Linked DNA regions of Zea mays: region 2 is linked to region 1. The links are chromatin contacts, called in public Hi-C maps. All regions are on one chromosome and are shown on one strand. The core of a region is the stretch at or near the end of the contact, and the rest is flanking DNA. Distances in the headings are between cores, read along the strand shown.

Region 1 (5,200 bases), core at 1,347-3,846:
ATGACCTAGTCACCTAGATAAACCAAATCATGCACACACACTTAACCCTCCACAACAAACAAAGATGTGATCCACGAGCTAGTCTTCAGGTTGTTAAAGTCCGATTCTTTAGGTAGTCTAGCACTCAAACATGCAGCGATGGAGTGTGCAATGGAAAAATGGAAAAAGTCATCATGCATATTCAAACCTGAAAAACAAAACTGAGTCAACGCTTTGTTTACATAGTCTTGGTACCCAATGCTTGTAGGAAGCTATCTATTTTATAAAGTGCTCTCTAAACGTTATATCTAGCTAGGATTTATATAGAAGCTATTGGAGCTACTCTTAATATGACACTACTTTAGTTCAATATATTAATTAGATAGAAAATAGATTCATGTACTAAGATAATTTATAAAGAACTAGAATTCTTATTTCATGTAAGTGCTTAAGTTTAAAAACATCATACAATATTTTTTCACCATATAATTGATGAATTGGTCGGCCCCCCTTATACTGTAATCCTGGCTCCGCCCCTGTGTGTGATATCTTAACTGTCACATCGCAGTATAAGAAAAAATGTAACTATCTTTTTGCTTATAGTGGACCATGACATTTAGACAAGCATGATTCATAACTCATATGAGTGGTCACTTAAGTCAATTAGTCGACATTCCAATGAGATGTTATAACATTATGACATGAATTTATTAAGCTTTCAGACCCATCAACTATACACACATTTATGTTTTTTTGTCTTGGATGATTAAGCGAGATATATGAATAAGAAGAAATAGATTAGCACTAATATTTTGGAGTTTTATGATCAACACATGAAATTTGTTTAAATTTTAGCGCGATGGAAATGATCAGTTTTAGATTCATGTGTGTTAATGTCTCGCGACAATGCATTTGTTATTGCTAGTGAGAAATACTACTTTATCTTATATATATTAAATACACTAATGGACAAGTCTTTCTTGCTAAATATTAATCCACTCGCTAACATTTGAATGAGTGGCCTGCTAATGGTAATAATCTATCAACTGAAAAAATATTCAATATGTATCATTTAACAATTAGAAATGTAATAGAAAGAACATTTGTTCAGTTGAAGATGAGGTAGGCTATACTAAGATGCAACTCATATTTTGATTTACAGAATCTGATGTTTTATAATCCGTAGTTAGTAACATTGAAATTTAATTTTGAATAAACCTAGCATGTAACTAATGTAATATATACAGATTATGATTATCAATGTTTGGTACATATTATGTAAATCTATAATCGATAGGGAAAGAGATATGGATGACTTACTTTTACAGAAAGTTGATTAAATAATATCTATTCAATCACATAAAGTTCAAAATAAAGTGGGTATGATTAATAATGTTCAATTATAAAATGAATAAAGCAATTTTAGAAATATCAAAGCTAATCAAATTTTTGTGGATTACTAAGCGAGACATGGTTGATTTATGATAAGTTCTATCATAAGTCAATAAGTGCATGACCAAATATATTTATATTTTTTTGCACGCATTGCATTGGTACATAATATTTTATAGATAACCTTTATAATTTTTTTCTTTAAATAACGAGAAAGGTAAGAAGTTAGTTTAGGATAAGGGTTACATTATTTCAAATGGCGATATGAACAATGCTTTTTTTCAAAAATATATATGTATATGTTAATTTTAAAACTTTTGTATTAAGAGAGAATTCTGCTAAATTGTTGAACAATCTAATGATACGGGATCGATTGTTGTAAACTATTCATGTGCTCTCTTTTTATTGTTAAATGAATTTTGATTTCAATTGGTAACTAACTGTTAGATGTTATATGACATGTTTATTTGTTGTATTGGTTTTGAATATAGAGAATTTAATGGGGCGAGAGAGAGTAAGTGTTTTGCTAGTGTCATATTATATTTGAATTTTTTATCATCTAAACAATATTTAGAATCTAATTCTAACAATTATTTTTTTTGCACGTTGAAAAAATATAATAAATTTGAGTTTAAGTTATTTAATTTTAATTGAATTTATTTGATAGAATGAGATTCAATTTTAACTAAACAAACAAGACTTAAAAATAAAGAAACAATAACATACTAAAAGCAAATTAAAATCTTATACAAATTAGAATATTGTCGCAAGAACATTTTATTTATACTAAATATATTTTAAATAATAAAATGGATTAAAATTTGAGAAAAATATTAATACTATATTTTATATCTTAATATATTTATTCTGATTTGTTAGAAGTCTTAGAAAGCAAATTATTTACTGAAAACACTAAATTATATAGTAATATAATTAGTTTTTAATATTAGATGAAATTAAAATTTAAGATTATGATTATTTATTTTTAACTTATTGGCACGGATGTATTCTTACCTTCCCCTCGTTATATAGATAGCCTCTCATCCTCCTCTTGATTGCGTACCGCACCACCAATGCCTCACCGCAACTTATCCTGTCCACACGGGGTCTCTCTATTCGGCCCAAGCTCGTAGTCGGCCACGCTTGCTACACAAATAGACGGCGTGGTCGCGTGGATATATTATGGGCTGCTTTCTTACCTTCCCCGGCCCGGCCTACTCGATGCGTTTAGTGGACGAAGCAGAATCGGGCCGAGCCTTGAATGACGACGGTACTAGACGCGACTGTATGCCATGGTGTGGTCCACGTGACGTGAGGGGCATTTACGTACTTTGACCGAAGAGAGTGGACATAAACGCTGTCGCTGTCCGGTGTCCTTGCCTGTGAAATTTGGGCTTCAAGACACTTCCAGAGCTCCAATAGAAGCTTCTCCACACTTGGCGCTCCTTTCCCACTTGTCCACTCAGCTCTCCAGACCGGAGCTCATATATCTCCCGCCATACATTGCACGTCCACCACAGCGATCTAGAACACGCAAGGAGCCAAGGACCCACGAGAAGCGAAGCTAGTCGGAGAGCAGAGGAGGGGCCCTACCAACAACGACGGACCAAGGTAGTAGTGCGAGTGTGTGTCAGGACTCCACCCACGGGCTCTCCAGTGGAAGGTGCGGCTGAAGAAGACGCGACGCAGAAGGCGACGCCGGTGGCTGATGAAGGCGCTGTGGAGAAGACGCCGGCTGTGAATGGGCCGCGAGTGGCAAGACGTGTTCGCAAGCCCAATGTGCGTGTATGTGGGCCGGAATGGTTGAGGCAGTAGTGAGAGGTACAAATATGTAATAAGCAGAACGCTTTGGACAGAGAATGATCAGAAATCACAATACCAATCCCCGCTTCCCCGCTATCTTCTTCTTCTTCTTGCCCACGAAACCTCTCTTCTCTGCTTCTGCTAACATTCTGGTATCAGATTCGTCGGTCCCGGGAGTCGTCGCTCTGGCGCAGTCTGTTGCTCACCATTACAACACTCGCTCGCAGCAACTTCGCCAAACAATGGATGCCAATACGAAGCTCATCCTTGATGAGATGACGAAGAAGTTTGCTGCGCTCGAGAATCAGTTCACGGAGGCTGATCGTCGCAAGGAAGGACGACTGGGCGCTCTGGAGTCGGCGACGGCCGATCTCGACCAGTGGCGGCCTAAGGTCGATGCCGCCATGGACGATCTGAAGTTGGAATTGCGCAAGCTCGGCAAACAAGTTGACCGATCCGTCCTCGAGCAGGCGCCGCTGCAACCTGGACTTCTCTCTAAGCCGGATTTCGCGAACAGCAATCTCGGCTTCACCAAACCAATCGGCCAGATCGGCCACCGCGACGATCACTTCCACCGGGATCAGGGTTTTGGATCGGACCCGATCCTCCTCCCTGGCCCGGTCAAGGGTACGGGACCTTCCCCTTCCTCCCCACCTCGTTTCCATGGTTCCTTATATGATGAGTGCTTAGCCCGTCAGCGTTTTCTGGACGCTGGTCCGCGTGCAGCCAGCAGAATGCCTCAACTGCCTTTTCACATGTTTGATGGCGATAATCCGCGACTTTGGATTTCGCGTTGTGAAAAATACTTCGACATGTATTCTGTTGAACCTGAGGCATGGGTCAAAATCGCTACTATGCATTTGACACCGTCTGTTGCTTGCTGGTTTCAGTCCTTAGAGCATCAGTATCATCATATTAGTTGGCCGTTGTTTTGCACCCTTCTTCATGGTCGTTACGGTCGTGATCAATACCAGTCGCTCTTGCGTCAGCTGTTTCGTATTAGGCAAACTGGTGTAGTTTCAGAGTATATTGAGAATTTTTCTACTCTGGTGGACCAATTATCAGCATATCAACACACAGCTGACCCACTGTACTTCACTACACGTTTTGTCGAAGGGCTAAGGCCTGATCTACGTGCTGTTGTTCTTCTGCAACGCCCTGGCGACCTGGATACTGCTTGTTGTTTGGCCCTTTTGCAGGAGGAAGTGACGGATCCGGGGCATCGTCGCGAGTTCCAGAAGCGTGATCCTGGTTTCTGGTCCAAACCGGGATACCGAGGCCCTTCTATGGTTGTTCAGTCTCATTCGGGCCAGACAAGCCAAGAGCCGCAAGGACTAAGCAAACCTTCCAACACACATGTTCCCTCCACTGATGACAAGTTCAAGGCTCTCCGAGCGTATAGGCGTGCTAAAGGGCTGTGTGACCGCTGTGCTGAGAAGTGGTCTAAGGGTCATACATGTGCTACAACAGTTCAACTTCATGCCATGCAAGAAGTCTTTGAATTATTCCAGGTGGCAGACTCAGATGCACAAGAAATTGCAGCGGATGTGTTGGGTAATGAACAAATATTTTTGGCTCTTTCACCTGCACCCTTGTCTGGACAGACAGCTAAGAGAGCCTTACAATTTATGGGGTCAATGCATCAGTATCCTCTCCATATTTTGGTAGACTCTGGCAGTACCCATTCATTTCTGAGCCAGCACATGGTGGACAAAATTGGTTCTCTTCAGTTGGTGCCTACAAATGTTCAGGTTAAGGTTGCTGATGGTAATGTGTTACAGTGTATGGCTGTCTTACCTCAAGCTGAATGGACAATTCAACAGTGCACTTTTATTCAAGATCTCAAGGTGTTGTCTCTGCCTTCCTATGATTTAATTCTTGGAATGGACTGGCTGGAGAAATTTAGCCCGATGAGAGTGGATTGGAAAGATAAATGGATGATCATTCAGTTCCAGGGGACTCCAGTGCTTTTGCAAGGCAGCGGACAAGGTATACCGGATGATCTGTTCCTTCATGTAGCAGTGGT
Region 2 (5,200 bases), core at 962-3,461, 150 kb before region 1:
TCAAGAAGCCTATGTCCAAAAAATATTGGAGAAATTGAATATGAATAATTCATATCCCTCCAAAACTCCTATGGTTGTGAGATCTCTTGACATGGAGAAAGACCCATTCCGACCTAGAGAAGAGAAAGAAGATATTTTGGGTTCAAATTACCCATATCTAAGTGCAGCTGGTGCACTTATGTATTTAGCAAATAGTACCCGGCCGGACATTGCATTTGTAGTGAATCTACTTGCAAGATACAGCGCTGCTCCTACTAAACATCATTGGACACGAGTAAAACATATCCTTAGATATCTCAATGGTACAAGAGATTTTGGTATTTTCTATAAAAGAGGCCAAGACTCGACTTTAATTGGATATACAGATGCTGGCTATCTTTTAGATCCTCACAATGCCAGATCTCAAACATGCTTTGTTTATTTATATAGTGGAACAACTATCTCTTGGAAATCAACCAAACAAACTTTAGTAGCCACTTCCACAAATCATTCTGAAATAATTGCTACAATCTTGTGGTATAGGTTCTCTAAAATCACCTACCATTATCTATGAAGATAATGCAGCTTGTGTTATTCAGATGGAAACTGGTTATATTAAGAGCAATATCACTAAGCATATAGCTCCAAAATTATTTTTCCCTCATGAATTACAAAAGGATGGAGAAATAAATATATTGCGGACTAAATCATGCGACAATCTCGCGGATTTATTCACTAAGTCCCTACCTTACTCTACATTTTCAAAATATGTTGAAGGTATAGGTATGAGAAGATTTAGAGGCCTGCAAAATTCAGGGGGAGTAACTCTCACTGATACATAACAAGTTAACATCATATTGCACTCTTTTCTTTATGTGGTTTTTCTCTCACAAAGAGTTTTTATCATATAAAGATTTAATGAGACAATATTAATACGAGCGTATACCATATCACTCTTAATTTTCCCACAGGGTTTTTGTAAGGTGATATGAGGTATAGTAGAAATTTTAAATGCAGGATTTTCATTTGATGGACTCAATCAAGGAGGAGTGTTAAGGAAAAAATGATTTCGTCCACGTCAGCAATCCGGAGGAAGAAACACACTCAATATCAAAGGTGGAGATTAATCAAGATCGATGGTCATTAGTTAATAGAATTAGTGTTAATAATATTCCTTAATGTAAATCATGTTCCCAAACTCTCCCTCTCCTACGACGAGAAAACCATCCATGGTGAACGGACATATTTTCTGTCATTTCACTATGTATAAATATACACCACCATCGAATGAAAAAGAACATACATCATTTGCTTCGGTTTCTTCGTTTTCTAATAAGACAAATTATAAGTAAAAAACCAAACATGCTACGAATGTCGGACAAGGTTAGCTCCGGCAATTCCACAAGGATATTCAAGGCCCCAAAAACGGGGGGTGAAAAGGTTTGCGCCGTGACGAGGAGGAAAAGCCAAACTGGCGAAGCAACCGAGTCCAGCCGATGCTGCTTGTGTTAGTGTAATTTCAACGAAGTAGTAGCAAAAGCCGGTTCCAAAAGAATCTAACAAAAAACAAAGAGGAGCAGAGATTTTCAGCCCGGAAATCTCCGCCACAGGAGCAAGAACAAATTAGATGCTGTTCAAGTCTTCATGTACGTACGTTGTTGTTGTCGGGGAAATGGGAAGGAAAAGAACTACAGCAGCTGGATGGCCACCCACACAGACGACACGACACATCATGTCTTGATGGATTGTTTTTAACTTTTTTTTTGAAGGTGATGATCGGTGAAGCTGGCTTGACTAGACGACAGGACACCTTGATTGGCAACCGTTTCCGACCGCCACAGCAACTCTGGATTTAAAAAAGTTTGCCACCTGGTACGGTGTCGCCAACAATCTTGGATCTTGACTATAGTGCCACCGCGTGGCTGGTGGTCGGTGGCTCTGTCAAGTCTCAAACCAACCCTGGGGTGTGGCGTGGCGTGGTGCGTTGTGAAGGCTTCCTTCCTCTCGTATGCATGCAAGTGTTTCCTCTGGGTGTTCGTGCGCGGTACTCTGCTTCGACGCAAAGAAAAAGAATCCAATGACGGCGGCACGCAGTGGGCAGTGCCTAGGCAATTGCCCTGAAAGTAACGCGCTTTCGGCACCGACGCGGTCGGTCTCCTCTGCTCTCGGCTCAACTCTCTCTAGGAATCCTGTATGTATATATAAGGCGAGACAGGCACCCTCCTCTTCTCAGGAACCAACGAGGCAGCTTGTTGAAAGCTAATCATAAAGCCATTCGATCGTCGCAGTCACTAGACAAACAACAGCGATACGGATTAGTACTACGTACTACTACTACTAGCACTACAGCATGAGGGTAAGCCGACGGTTCCATCATGATCATTGGTAATTAAGGCTGACAAGCCTTGGCATTCCTCTTGTCACCTGACCGTACCACTACCAAGGGCAAGGGTACTTAATTATCAGTGTGGTCTCGTGCGCGTGCAGACGGAGATGGTGATCCGGATGGAGGAGGGGGGCTCCGAGAAGGGCCACGCCAAGGCCATGAAGGTGGCGGCGGCGACGCCGGGGGTGGAGTCGGTGACGCTGTCGGGGAAGGGCAAGAGCCTGCTGCGCGTGGTCGGCGACGGCGTCGACTGCAACCACCTCACCACCCGCCTGCGCCGCAAGGTGGGCCACGCAGACGTCGTCGAGCTGCGGACCATACACTCCGCCTACTCCGGCGGGTCCCGGACCGGCGGCAGCCTCTCGCGCGACGCCGGGTACGGGAACGGAGAGACCCACTACTACGGCTACGCCTATCCGACCACGACCACGACGGCTACGGCGGCGCCCGACTACTACTACCACTACGGCCAGCAACCGTCGTCCCAGTACTACAGCTACCAGCCGCCGCCTTACGCCGCTCCCGCCGCCGCCGTGCACTACGAGTACTACCCGGCCGCCGCTACCGACCCCAACGGCTGCTCCATCATGTAGTAGTACAGTATTATATTGCTACACTTGTTCAGTTTGTTCATAGCGTACGACATGTGTCCCTCTCGTCTCATCTGCTCCCTGTACATATGCTGCTAGCTAGTGCCATGCATTTCGTCTCCGCAACCGGACCGGGTTATTGTTTTTAGTTTGTACCCCGTTTCGTCACATGTGCTGTGTGCTGTGGATTCTGTGAATTGCTGTGATCAATGATACTTTTTTTTAAAAAAGAAACATATACTACTCTATAAGATTTTATTGTAGGCGTCCACACCCGTGCGCCACGTTCTACCATCGCGTCTATGTCGTTCTCGGTCGCCTCCCCCACGGCGCCATTCCATCCATAGCGCACGGTTCGGTCCCTTCCATCCATGGCAGTCGTGCTCCCTCCGCGCCCTTCCATCCATGGCAGCCGCTCCCTCTGCGCCAGATCTTTCTTCCCATCGATGCCAGCACCGTCGCCGGCCCCGCCGCGCAGGCGCACAGCAGCACCGCTGCCGCGAGCCTCGCCGCCATCCGCCCGCGACCACGGTGCGAGCTTCTTGGAGCCGACAATAGCCACTCGGGCCCACCGGACTGGGTTGCGAACGAGTGGCGAGATTTCGGGGATGCACTGTAAAGTGTACACTATAGTCTATACCGTAGCAACCGTGGTAGGAGAGGACGGGAGTGGGATTCTGGGTCGGAGCTCCATCGGCTCCAGGAAGTGAGGAGGATGGGGGAAGCTAGGAGGAGGAAGGGAAGCTGCTGGAATGGGGTGGTGGGACGTCGCGGATCCGGCTGGCCACAGTCCAGCCAGCTCCGAAGAGGCGAAGCGGAGGTATTTCGCCCCACCCCACGGTCACGGCCAACAACCTCAGACACGACGACGAAGAAGAAGATCCGGCCGGCGCGCCGCAGCAGGGCTCCATATCTGAAGGCGACCTGCGCGCTCTCCAGGCGGAGGGCGGTCTCAGACATGGCGGTTGTCGGCGCCGTGGCCCTCTCCACGCCCACGCCGACGCGAGCAAAGAAGCCTGATGTCACCAGGTAACGCGGCAGCACGAGTCGTCGTCGCAGACATACAGGTTTCTCCGGTGGCCAGGCAACCACCTGACCTGCTGCTTCCGTTTCTCGAAGCTTTCAGGTACCGGAAGCTGGGGAGTGGAGTCATACTCGAAGGTAGTGGTCGCAGACATACATGTTTCTCGCGGTTTTGAGCTATGTTTCTGAATTCCGATGGCTCATGGAACGAGCTGCGCTCGCTTCTTGATCTAAACTCTGAAGATGTCGTCAAGGGGGAGGGGGCCGAGGCGCGGGAGGGTGACCTGGTGCAGTTCAACTACGTGTGTCGCCGCGCGAACGGCTACTTCGTGCACAGGTGCGTGGTGGAGTTCCTAGATGCCATAGCATTGCTGTTCGGCGCGTGCACTGAAGACGCGTGCTACACAACTCCAGACTTTGAGTCGGATCGAGTCCAGGTAATCCGGTGGTCTCAGTCTAGCTCACCGTGGTTTCCATCTCTACCGCAACTCAGCACGGTGGACCAGTTCCGCGGCGAGAGCAGGCCGGTGACGCTCGCGCTCGGCGGTGAAGAGGTCACAAGCTTCACTCCTGAATTTGTCTATCCACCAGAGATGATTCCATTGTGGTGTGGTCAGCCTTATTCTCTCTTATCCTCTGTTTGGCTGCTAATTTCATTATGCTCATGGACCTTTACTGATGTTTATAATTCACAACCATATTATGCCCAATTTTCTTGATGAACACACACCATGATATTGGGAATAGATGCAAAATTGCAACTGTAATTTTCTGGATATGACAACTGGTCATAATCTTAATAGAGCAAGTCATTATCACTCAAGACAAAATTGATGGCCTAGGTAAAAATAAATCGATATTGAACCGTGATCAAGATGTCGATTATGATGAGTGCATATGTCGTCCAGCAGATGTCGTTGAGGAAGCTGATAAACCTGCAAAAAAGCCCATTGTCCTTTCAAAGAAGCCTGTCATAGCAGTTGGTAATGGTTCAAAACATGTTAAGCTTTATAGCAGCAACTCTGAAAGTATCTCATATGAGGATGAAGTAAGAAAATTTGAGGTCTAAATCTCAAAGTATCCACGCAAAAAATACAAGATCTCATTAATGCAATTTAAATCATGACCAATAGTTGCAGTGTGCAAACCACCTAAAATAGGTATTCTAAATAGGCTAGTCCTAGAGCCACCAGTGTTACTCCCATCACTTCAACATCATCTG

The links. Hi-C and Micro-C count contacts between places; a contact is called where the count stands out from the background.
Region 2: a contact with region 1 is called in a Hi-C map of ear, with 1.9 times the contacts expected there. The contact joins the promoter of LOC100278087 here to the enhancer-like site in region 1. A contact is called at or near these places in 2 of 25 Hi-C or Micro-C datasets (ear and leaf).

What each region holds. Positions count from the first base shown.
Region 1 is chr5:181,697,312-181,702,511 of Zm-B73-REFERENCE-NAM-5.0, reverse strand. No RefSeq gene overlaps it. Among protein-coding and RNA genes, the nearest start is that of LOC100191881, 5.7 kb to the right of the region's middle. Within about 2 kb of position 2,596, at least 18 of the 20 cell types and tissues checked have an H3K27ac peak or open chromatin away from gene starts, as enhancers often do. A contact at or near this core is called in ear and leaf, where this site is marked.
Region 2 is chr5:181,848,327-181,853,526 of Zm-B73-REFERENCE-NAM-5.0, reverse strand. LOC100278087 reads left to right here and starts at 2,211. Exons shown (of 2, transcript NM_001352753.1): 1 at 2,211-2,335; 2 at 2,467-3,179. The coding sequence starts at 2,330. The coding sequence ends at 2,958.